Linked DNA regions of Sus scrofa: region 1 is linked to region 2. The links are chromatin contacts, called in public Hi-C maps. All regions are on one chromosome and are shown on one strand. Each heading gives the region's core, a stretch centred on a gene start, on an enhancer-like site or on the middle of the called end of the contact. The rest is flanking DNA. Distances are from core to core; before and after follow the strand shown.

The links. A called contact is a pair of places that touch in the nucleus more often than the background predicts.
Region 1: a Hi-C map of liver shows a contact between it and region 2, with 5 times the contacts expected there. The contact joins the promoter of LOC100521972 here to the enhancer-like site in region 2. A contact is called at or near these places in 5 of 47 Hi-C or Micro-C datasets (blood, brain, embryonic fibroblasts and 2 more).

The regions. Positions count from the first base shown.
Region 1 is chr6:48,414,444-48,420,555 of Sscrofa11.1, forward strand. LOC100521972 (zinc finger protein 546) reads left to right here and starts at 4,274. Exons shown (of 5, transcript XM_021094380.1): 1 at 4,274-4,379; 2 at 4,731-5,030. The coding sequence starts at 5,022. PSMC4 (26S protease regulatory subunit 6B) reads left to right here. Exons shown (of 11, transcript XM_021094383.1): 11 at 1-27.
Region 2 is chr6:48,341,578-48,347,379 of Sscrofa11.1, forward strand. It overlaps FCGBP (IgGFc-binding protein), which reads right to left. Exons shown (of 21, transcript XM_021094376.1): 13 at 4,366-4,939; 14 at 3,455-4,071; 15 at 2,506-3,049; 16 at 617-1,188; 17 at 1-262. Among named protein-coding and RNA genes, the nearest start is that of FBL, 18 kb to the left of the region's middle. Within about 2 kb of position 2,809, at least 45 of the 83 cell types and tissues checked have an H3K27ac peak or open chromatin away from gene starts, as enhancers often do. A contact at or near this core is called in liver, where this site is marked.

The DNA.
Region 1 (6,112 bases), core at 3,024-5,523, 74 kb after region 2:
TAAACAGACAAGACTGAATCTGTTTAATTTCTTCTTCTGAGTTTCACTCCTTTGGAGAAGCAGGGCTGACTAGGATCCTCTGTGCCCCTTCTGCGCTCATGACAGATGAGCAGTTTGAGGCACATGGCCTGGGAGGGGGGCGTGCTCAAGACTGGACTAAATGAGAACCTGGGCAGGCAACTGAAGGATTTCAGCATGAAGGAAGCAGCATGAGAAAAAAAAGAAAGAAGAAGTGGGTCATTAAGATACCCAACGTCCTCATCATTCACATTCAGTAGCAGCTAATACCTAAAACAGTTTACAGAAGCATATAACTTAGATAACTCAGACATGTGGAAGCAATTTTATGAGACTGATGCACTACCTACTCCACTAACGAGGCACCTTGTAGAAGCAAATTTTAAAAGAAACAAAAGAAAATGGGAAGTTATTGCCTCTTGGAAGTAGATCAGAAAATTATACTTTCTTTTTTTTTTTCCTTTTTGGCCATCCTGAGGCATAAGGAGTTCCTGGGCCAAGCAGGAGCCTACACCACAGCAGTGGCAACACCAGATCCTTAACCCACTGTGCCAGGCTGGGGATTGAACCTATAGCCCAGTGCTCCAGAGACACCACCAATCCCATTGTGCCACAGTGGGAACTCTTGCTATACACTTTATAAATAGCTGACCTTTTCAATTAAGTACTTAAAAATGGCAATAAGAAAATCATGGGGGGGGGAAAGAATTTTACAATTCAGCTGATATTTGGAAGGAGGAGGGTATAGGAAGGAAATGGCTGAAGTGGGAAAACACACCCTAAACATCAGTGATAAAAGGCAAAGCGATTGGGATAGAACAAAGCCATGTACACCAGAAATGACAGCAGACCAGAGTAAGGCTAAAACTTTAATTGGTAAGAGGCAGTAATATCTCACATTAGCTGGGGGAGGGGATATTTGGTATATTTTGTGTGTTGCCCAGCAACTTTGTTGTCTGCTTCAGCAAAATTAGGAAGTGACCTGTTGTTACCGTCTCAGAGTGACCTTGGTGATGGTGTTCCATGAGACCGTTTATGTCCTCAAGAGAATAATAGCCTAGCCTTGAGTGCCAGGCCAGCTTTCTTTTATTTATTTATTTATTTATTTTTGATCTTTTTGCTATTTCTTGGGCCACTCCCACGGCATATGGAGGTTCCCAGGCCAGGGGTCGAATCAGAGCCATAGCCACCAGCCTCCGCCACAGCCACAGCAACTCGGGATCCAAGCTGTGTCTGCAACCTACACCACAGCTCACAGAGGTTCCCAGGCCAGGGGTCGAATCAGAGCCATAGCCACCAGCCTCCGCCACAGTCACAGCAACTCGGGATCCAAGCTGTGTCTGCAACCTACACCACAGCTCACAGCAACGCCGGATCGTTAACCCACTGAGCAAGGGTGGGGACCGAACCCGCAACCTCATGATTCCTAGTCGGATTCATTAACCACTGCGCCACGACAGGAACTCCCAGACCAGCTTTCAATACCACTGAGGCTTACCTGTAAGTGGCAGGTCAGTTTTTGCATCTCAGGGGCTGCTTTTTTTCGATACTCAATTACATACTACCATGTTGCAAGAAAGGGGCCACTTTGCTGAAGAGCCTAGGCACTCATACCTTTTGGAAGTAGAATCTTTAAAGCAAGCATTTTCCTTTTTTCTCTGTTCCACTCTGCAAGGATGAGAAAAAAAAATTCAAACATATGCAAATCTGTTTTTAACTGTTTTCATTGTAAAAATAATACACATAAAGGTGCCCCAAATAAAAATGTATTGTGTAATAACTTACTATAAACAGAACACTTGTGTAAACATCATCCAAGGACCAGGGGTTAGGTTGCCACAGAAAAAGAAATTCCTACACAACTATTTGCCCACAGGCAGTGATCCATTTTCTGAATACATTTGCAGTTACTGCCATGGTGAGTGCACCCTGGCCTGATACAGCAACAGTGTGGACACATGGCAGTCATTTCCTCAGTTTCATGTGCTCTTCAATAGCACTTGCTCTGAGTATAAGCAGGATCCATAAGCATAGCTCAGATCAGACTACAGAGCATGTTCTGCCAAGTAGTTTGCAAGGACTCTGTTGATCAAAAATGACTGTGTAGCAGTGTGGCAACATGACAAACGTCACCGCTGTCTGCAAGTCCAGAAACCAGGTCATGACGGCACAGATCACACTGCAGCCATCCCAGATGATTCAAACATAGGCTTCCATATCAGCCTCAGAGGGAGAGGATGATGAAGAAGCCTAAGATGCCAGAAGATGGTGTTCAGTGTCCTCATGACTGCACCATGTTTTTACTCATCCTCACAAATTATCCCCATGTGTTACTTGTGCATTTTGCCTTTTCTTCAGGAATTTAAGGTGTATTTACTGTTTTATGTGATAGGACAGGTGTTTCCAGTGGACTCTTCCTGCTGAAGCCGGGACACATCAGGCCAGGCAGATGCTGAACCCAGAGCCCCGCAAGGGAGGGCCAGGCCTCTCCCCAGAGGTGACCTCAGTGGCCCAGCACTTGCTGATTTTATTTGTATGTCGATCCAGATGAATAATAGTTGTATGTACATCTAGTTTCAACCCACCATCACAAGACTCATTCCAGTTTTCTCCTTTTCCATATCTGCAATTTCTCAGACAGCGAGAAGCCTGGCTGCTCCCATTGCACTTGATATTTTTACTTTTTGATCAGCACCCCCATCCCAGCCTCCATCACATGTAACAAACTCCTATCACTGCTGCAATGGCCTTTCCCACACAGATGCTCTCCCCATACCACTTGGGTTCTGACATCCACTCTCCTATTCAACCAATATCAGCGTCTCCAACACCCCCACTTGGGCTCCACAGGTAGCCACAGCCTTCCTCACCCAGCCTGAGCTCTGAAGTCCCCTGTAGGGCATTCCTCCAGTGTGGATGCCCTCCTTATGCTGCTGCTCAGGTTAACACTCCCATACCAGAGGGTGTAACCATTTGCATTACCCCTAATAAGCCCTTCAGTCAGCACCTAGCTACTCCCTGCCTCAACACCCTCCTCACCCTGCTCTGGCGCCAAGACCCGCTCTAAAGCCCATCCTATGGCTTTAGGGCTGAACTGCTCACAAAGGGAAGGGAAGAGAAAGGGACAAATGTGTTAGCATCAGACTCTAACTGCCCACTCATGATTCTATGGCACAGTGCCTTTCTAGGCATAAAGCTATCTCCTCAGTCTGAGATTCTCAAATTTATCTGCCAGACACTCCTAACAGCACAGAAGGGTAGAAAGAATTCCCTCAAATTTTAAAAAAGTTCCCATGTTATGATGGAGCATGAAAATGTGAGAAACGGGATGTATATATGTACGTGTGACTGGGTCACCTCGGTGTACAGTAGAAAATTGACAGAACACTGTAAACTGGCTATGATGAAAAGATAATAATTTTTAAAAATTTGTAGAAGTTCCCACAGTTTGTGTTTTTGTCTATGAAAAAACTTCATGTGATTCTATACAAAAAGGCAAAATTATTCGACAGATAAATCGCAAATCTTTGCTCCAAATCTTGAAATAACAGCTGATGCTGCAAGAAGATGCAACATATTGTCTTTATAATCTGTCTGTGGCTGCACACGGTCACACACACCCAGTCAGCACATATGTAGATCACACACCCACGTTTCACATAGCCCCGCTTGCACCCGCCACTCAACTGCCGCAGTCACACAGCGCCCCGCACACCCAGCCCCTCACACACACACACACACACACACACACACACACACACACACATCACCCGGTCACAGCCCCGCACGCCCACAGTCCCCGCCGCGCCACTCCCCGCCATGCTCAGGTACGAATCACCCTCGAATGCCGCTTCAGGCGCACACCGTCCCTTCCCCAAAGAGTTACATGCAGGGACACAGCTCACTCTCAGCCAGACGCGCAGTAGGTGCCGAAGCCCTCACAGCGGGGCACACACACACACACACAGGCTCACGAAGCCAGGTACGATGGGCCACACACCTGTGCACCAGGCGCCCAGACTACCTCAGGGAAGAAACCGACAGAATCCGTCCCTACGCGCTTGGCCTCAGGGCTGCACCCACGGCTGCACTCGGCGGCGCAGCACTCTGAGGGTCCCGAGAGGCTCGCACCTGCCGGACCGCTCCCGTCGGGAGGTCGCTCGGCTTACAACGCTGGTCAGCGGTCTCCGCGGGGCGACCAGAGACGCCAGATCCGCGCGGCGCACATACGCCTGCGCACTCAAAGCCCGAGCACATCGCCTTCCGGCTGTGGACTACATTTCCCAGAAGCCCCAGGGGAGGCGTAAACTTGGACCCTGAGGGCCCTCAACCGGGCGTTCTGGGTGGCTCAGCCACCGCAGGTGAGTTAATGGAATCCTGGGGAGAAGTGGGAGCCAGGCGAGGCGGAGCGGGACTCACCTGGGGTAGGGGTGGGAGTGGAGCTGCCCCCAAAGTGTGGAGCCCCGGGCCCATTGTGTTTGCAGCCTCGGGCCTGTGGGGGCTGGAGGAGCAGAGGAGGATCGTGTGTCTGAGTGTGATAGGCTGTGTGTAGTGCGTGTGTGTGTTTGCGCGCGCCTGCACACCCACACTTAGCAGGACCGAATCGGGGCTCCTGTCGGCGTGCGCGGTTGTCAGTCTGATACTGGTGCTTGCCTCAGTGGTGAGCGTCACGGACCCACACTCCTGCTGCTTTCCCCACCCTCCCCTCACAGCCCTGGGTGTCGGCACAGAGCTGTCCTCAAGAGGAAAGTCCAATAAGATGAAGGCCCTAGGAGGAAGTTTCCCAGCAAGAAGGCACAGTCCTGGACAAAGGATGGGGCTATTGAAGCTAGAATTGTCTCGGAGACAGATTCCTGGGATGAAATGATGGGAAGCGTTCCTACTTCAGGCGCTGCGGTTGCTGCTACATTTTTCAGGAACCGCAGCATTCCCATACCTCGGATTCTAGGAAGCTGCTGTGATTTCAAAGACAAGTTCCAGCCTCCTTCTCCCATCCGGTCCGTATGTGTGAGGTGAGTGCTGATGTGGCCCTAGAGGGTCCCTTCTCTGTCTCAGCTCTAAGAAAGGCCTGGTGTCTCCCGATTTCCTTCTTATCCAGTTCTGCCATTCTTCACAAGGGGATCCTGGGGAGAAAGGGAAAATTGTTGCACATTGAAAGTACAGATCAGGTGAGTTTCTACTTCCTCTTTGTTCATAAATGCATTTTTGCTTTTAGTACATGGAAATATTTGCATTTTTTTCTGAAGTGTCCAGTGCCATGGGTGTGCTCTTAAAAAAGAAAAAAGAAGAAAGAAAGGTTGTCAAAAGAAAAATGAACAATATGAGTAAAGAAATAGTCATTGTGATGAACAATAATGCTCAAATTTTATGAGTGCCATTTATTATTATTGAGATTCAGAGACATTTTACAAGGGTTATATCCAGTGATATATATATTTTTTGTGGCCGATCCCACAGCATATGGAAGTTCCTGGGCCAGGGACTGAATCCCAGCTGCAACTGGCACCACTGCCACACCTCTGGCAATGCAGGATCCCTTAACTCACTGTGCTGGGCTGAGGAGGGAACCTGTGCGCCAACGCAGCGACCCGAGTTGCTGCAGTTTGATTCTTAACCCACTGCACCACAGCGGAAACTCCCAAAGCAGTATTTCAATAGATTATTCAGTGGAGAAAGAGAACCAAAACCTGTTCTGTTTTGCCCATATTTTCTTATTTAGTCTACACACTCCCCTCACCTGACATGTCCATTCAGGGAAGAACTTGTCAGTAAAAAGATCTTATTGTAATGAAGAATGTTCAAGAATTGGTAGGCTTTATTTAAAATGGTCACACTGATTCCCTTACTATTCCCACACATGTCAAACAGAATTGCTTCTAAGATTTAAAAAAAAATTGGGTATAGATTGTATACATAAGATTATGGAATTAATGCTTGCTTTTTGAAAAAAACAATCAGTTATTCAGTTATATTACATGAGAGACTTATATGAGATTGATGCACTGCCCACTGTGCTAAGAAGGTCATGAGGGACTTATAAAAAAGAAAGTTAAAATAGCATCACCAGTAATATTTGGGGAGGTTTATTTTAGCA
Region 2 (5,802 bases), core at 1,559-4,058:
CAGCTCCGAAGGCATCCACGCTGGGGGCCACGGCGCCACTGGGCAGGACGAAGTCGTCGCTCCAGTTGCCATTGAAGTTCCCACAGAGGCCACAGACCCGGCCATGGAAGGGGCTGGGGATGGAGATGAGGATGTGGGCATCGCCGTCGAAGAGAAGCCGCAGATCCTTGGTCGTCTGCAGAATCACATTCCGGCCCTCGGCGGTCACTCGCACGTGTCCCACAGCCACAGGCAGGGCTACGGCCTCGCCGTCCACAGTGACCTGCATGAAGGTTCAGGTGGGTCAGGGACTCAGAACCACAGGTAAGGTGGGTCCCTCAGAATCCCAGGGGGGGAGCTGTCTTTCGGCCCCACTAAGGTGGGGCCACGGCTCCCAGAGATTTCCCAGGGCAGGGCCCTGTCCCCTTCAGAGACCCCAGGCCAGGGCTGTGCCTCTCTCAAGGCTGGGGTCAGGTCCCCTTCAGGACCCCAGGACAGATCTGTGCCCCCCTCAGTCCCCTTGGGGTGGGGTTGTATCTCTCTCAAAACCCACAGGGTGGGTCCTCTCCCCCTCAGAGCCCCCCAGGATGGGGCCACGTTGGCTTCTGACCCCCAGGGCAAGGCCATGTCCACTTACCTGTGGCCCCGGAGCCAGGCTCACCACCTGGTCAGCCACAGTGACCACCAGCCGCTGGGGATCTCCAGCCGCGTTCTTCTCAAGCACAATGGCAAAGTCTTCGTCCCCAGGCTGCGGGTGGCAGACCTGGGCCAAGATGTATGAGCAGGAGCCATGCAGGTCATAGACACGCCCGTCAAGGGTGATGTAGTGGGTGCCCCCGTTGGCCAGGCAGCGGCCACAGCCTATGGGGTAACAGGCCTGGACACCATCCTGTAACCGGCACTCTTCATAGGGCCTACAGGCCGCGCCTTCCTGGCAGGTGACTTGGCCGCCCGGCCCACACTCACAGCGCCGCCCACACTCAGGGCCTGGGTAGAAGGCCTCGCCCAGTGGGTAGTAGCGGCCCTCGTGGAGGCAGCCACACTGACCCACAGGCACGCAGGTGTCTCCACTGAGCACGAAGCCGGCATCGCAGACGCAGCCCTCACGGCAGGTGGGCTCACAGCCCTCAGGCGCTGAGAGGCTCGGGCAGCTCACAGGGCAGGAGTCACCGCAGAGCTTGTAGTGGCTGTGGGCGGGGCACTGGAGGGCTGCGGGGGCCAAGAGGGGAGGAATGAGCTGGAAGCCCTGAGGGAGGGGGGCGGGAGACCCAGACCCAGGGGAATCTGTTCTGAGGATAGACGGTGAGTGAATCTGTCCAGGGATCTGAGCTGGGTGTCTGATCCAGTACATCTAACTGGGGGATTTGGTGTGGGGATCTGGGGACCAGGTCTCTCTCAGCAGGTGGTGGGTGTTTCAACCAGATCAGTTATGTCTAAAGATCAAGTCAATCTGACTGGGTGAATTTAACCACATGTATCTGACCAAGATGAGCATAAATAGAACCAGCTGTGAGGAGTTCCCATTGTGGGCTCAGCGGTAATGAACCCTAGTATCCATGAGGATGCGGGTTGATCCCTGGCCTCACAAAGTGGGTTAAGGATCCGGCATTGCCATGAGCTGTGGTGTAGGTCGGAGATGTGGCTTGGATCCTGAGTTGCTGTGGCTGTGGTGTAGGCCGGCAGCTGCAGCTCTGACTGGGCCCCTAGCCTGGGAACCTCCATATGCCGGGGTGCAGCCTTAAAAAGCAAAAAGCAGGGGGAAAAAAAAAAGCAACCAACTGTGATTCCTCAGGGTGGGAATCTGGCTGGGGTGTGGGGCCAGATGTATCTCAGGGTATGAAGCCACCAAGGGATGCCTGGCTCTGAATGTCTAACCTGGAGCCTCTGACGGTCTCTCTGATGGTCTGTGTCAGGGTGTGACTCTGACCACATGTATGTGATTGAAGCCGACAGGAAAAATCTGACCAAGAGATCTGCCTGAGGGAACGGCCAGGAGATCAAGAATCTGTATCTGCCTGAGGCTATGGCAAGGTCATGACTCTACCTGGGTATAGCCACCTAAGTGTGTCTCAGGATGACCAAGTGTCTCTAACGAGAGGGGTCCCTCTCTGAGGTTAGGGAGCCAATTCCATCTGATGCTGTGTATTTCCTTGTTTGAAACAGTCTAGGGGGCGTCTGACCAGGTGTAACCCCCTAGGTCTCTCTGACCAGGGGTAGCTGAGAGAATCCACTTGACCAGGTGTATCTCACTGTGCAGCTTGGACAGGATCAACCTCCCCAGTCTATCTGAGCGCATGAATCCCGAGAGTGTACCGGACCCAGGGTTTCTGACCAGGTATATCCCAGCGGCTCCCACTGCAGTATGTGACCTGGTGTATTTCCGTGTGTGAATGCCAAGGTGTTTAACAGGAGGTATCTGGGCTCAGGAGAGGCAGGATGGTGCCTAAGCCCCACTGAGGAGAAGGTTCTTGTCTTAGAGCGGTAGGTAGGTGGGGAGAGTCCGGGTATGTGACCCAGTGTACTCACGACAGAAGTCTGGCCGCCTCCACTCGTCGAGCTGGGCCCCAGCGGCCTGGCAGGCGGCCACATAGGCGGCCACGGCAGGGCAGAGGCCTCCCGGATGGCCCTGAGCCTGGCAGGCGTCCAGCAGGCAGGCCTGGAAGTACTGCGCGGGCGGCACGAGGCTGTGGCAGGGACTCAGCGGGCCGTCAGGGGCGGAGATCACGCCGCAGGCGTCGGGGCCGCCGAAGGGCTCCTGCTGCTCCGGCGTGCAAGGCTCCGGGCAGGGCCCGGGCACGCACTCCCCGCAGCCCTCCGCACCGCCCACCTGCCAGCCAGCTGGGTTCCCGCCCACCGCGTTCAGGTCGTCTTTGGGATCCTGGTTGTAGTTCCCGCACAGGCCACAAAGGGCGCCCGCGTACGCCGCCGGCACGCGCAGGCGCACGTTGCTGTCTCCGTCAAAAGCCAGAGAGATCCCGGAGGTGGTGGTCACCACCACGTCGGGGCCGCTCACATACGAGTGCAGACGTGTGTCCAGCTGGAAGGGCAGCGCCACCAGCTTGCCGTCCACCTGCGGGCGCGGGGTGAGGGGGAGACGTAGAGAACGTTGCAGGCACAGGCGCGAATCCTGACTCCACTGTCTACTAGGGGGTGGAACCCTGAGTGTGTGATCTCCACCACTTTGTAATAATGATAATAGCCGTAATAATAATAATAAGCCAGACACGATGTCACTGGCTCCTTACACCTCTCTCTGAAGCAGATACTTTTCCTAGACCCATTTTACAGAGGAATACACTAAGGCTCCGATGGGGAAACCACTACTCCAAGCCATCCAGTTCCAAAGCCTAGACTCTGGATACCTCCACCTGCCCCGTTAGCCTGTGAAAGGCAATCAGAGTACTGGCTGACCCCACCTGTCCCCCACAACCCCCAGGGCTGGCACGTGCTCTTATCTGACCCACCAGCCCCTCACCTGCAGCTGCCGGGGCCAGCGGGCACTGAGGGTGAAGCTGTGGCCGTAGATGTGCAGGGTGACAGTGCGGGTGTAACTGACAGCCTGGCTGCCCCGGTGCTCATTTTCTACAGTGACGTTGAAGTTCTCAACCCCTGCAGGTGGTCCTTGGCAGGGCGCGCTCAGCAAGTACTCGCAAGAGCCTTGGAAGTCGAATCGGTGCCCATCCAGGGTGATGTAATGGGGGTCACCCCAGGCCTGACACTCAACTGTGCTGATAGGGTGGCAGCCATGCTGGCCTGAGGGCAGCAGGGCACACTCTTCACCTAGCCCGCAGCTGGCAGGCTTGCAGACCAGAGAGCCGCCCCCAGGCCCACACTGGCACCGCTGGGAGCAGGTGGCATCAGCCCAAAACTCGCTGCCTGCCTCGTGGTAGGTGCCGTTGGCCCAGCAGCCGCAGCCTCCATCCAGGGGAACGCAGTGACTGGCACTCCACACGAAGCCAGAGTTGCACTGGCAGCCCTCGGCGCAGGGGCCCTCACATGGGGCTGGGGTGGTGGGAGGCGCAGGAGATGGGCAGCTGGCCGGGCAGGGTGGGCCACAGAGCTCGTAGTGGCTGTTGTCTGGGCAGGACATCTCTGTGGGCAGATGAAAGAGCCAGAGGGACAGAGAATTGTGTCAGGAGGTGGCATCTGAGGCCAGGATAGTCAGAGGCAGAGACCAAGACCCAAACAGAAACAGAGCATGAGAAACAGAGGCAACCAAAGGGAGACACAGAGATAAGTGCCAAGAGACTGAGAAACAAAAGCAAAAACAGAAAACAAAATAAAACCAAAACCAAAAAGACCCAGAAGGATTGGAGTGAAACTAAACCAGCTCTGAAGAGACAGGACCCCGGGCCCCAGTTCCTGCTCTGCTCCCCCAGCACTCACCACAGCCAGCCTGTGTCCTCCAGTCCTTAATGACGACCCCAGCAGCCTGGCAGGCAGCAGCATAGGCAGCCAGAGCCTGGCACAGTATGTCCTGGGCCCCACCGCCCAGGCAGACATCCAGAACGCAGCCCTTGAAGAAGCTCTCGGGGGCCACCTGGGCATGGCAGTCGGCGAAGGGGCCTCCGGTGCCAGGGACCAGGGGTCCACAGAAGCTGGGGCCCTCGTACTTCTCCAGATTGTCCTCGGAGCATGTCGGGCAGGACCCCTGACATTCGTCCCAGCACAGGGGGTCCCAGCCTGGGACCCGCCAGCTGCCGCCCCAGATGGGTATGGAGGGAGCCAGGGTGCCGTTAGGGAAGGCTTGGTCATTGCTGGGGTTGCGGTCCATGTTCCCGCAGAGCCCGCACACAGCACCATGATAGCTGCTGGGCAGCGTCACCTCCACTCGCCAATCCCAGTCATAGCTGACCTGCAGCCCAAAGTCGGTGGCCAGCACGGCTTTGGACGCACCGTGGGTCACTGAAAGCCGCCCACCAGCCTCAGAGACAGGCAATGCGGTCAGCACACCATTCACCTGGTTGCGGGGGGAGGGGGGGAGGCAAACACCACTGGTCACTGGAGAGGCGGAGGCCCAGCCCCGGCCCCCAGTCTCCCTCCCTCATCCTGCCCTGGCTGGGAGCTGCAAGGCCATCCCCATGGCTGACGGTCACACAGTCATTTGACAAACATTACAACATACCTTCTAGTTAAGGGCCTGGAGACTGAAAGCCTACTCTGCTACTTTCTCTGGGTTTCTCTTTTGATCTCCATCTTCCTCCTCCCTCCCTCCCTCTCTCTCTTTCTTTCTACCTCTAGACCTCTTTCTCCCTAGTCTCTCTCTCTGAGTTCCTCTCACTCTGCATATCTCGCTGTCTGGTCCCCCTCCATGCTCTGTCTCTGTCTCTTGTCGCGCGGTCTCTGGCCCTGCACCTGCGTGTGGGTGTGGGTGGTCTTTCTCTGTGTCTCCCTCCCTGCCTCCCTCTCTCCTCACTTCCTGGGCATCTCTGTGTGTCTGGGCGTCTCCTCCGCTCACTCGCCGTCATGTATTGAGTGCCTACCCTGTCCCAAACCTCATTCTCTCCCTGTGAGCGGCCATCGAGGTGCACTACTGTACGACCCTGGGTGGAAAGCGTGGCTCAGCTCTCCCTCTCGGTCTTCCTGAATTTCTCTCCATGTTGAGGCTCTGGGCCTCTCATCGGTTTCCTCGCAAACACTCAGGGGTGCTTACTGGGATAAGAGCCTTGGTGGAGCCCCTCACATGCGTTACCTCACTGTGGGCCCCTATTTCACAGATGAGGAGACTGAGGCCCCGCAAATCAAGTCACTTGCCCTGCATCACACATCTCATAAGGAGAGCCTGGATTCAAACCTGGGTCTCTGAAAAGGCAAGTTCTGAAG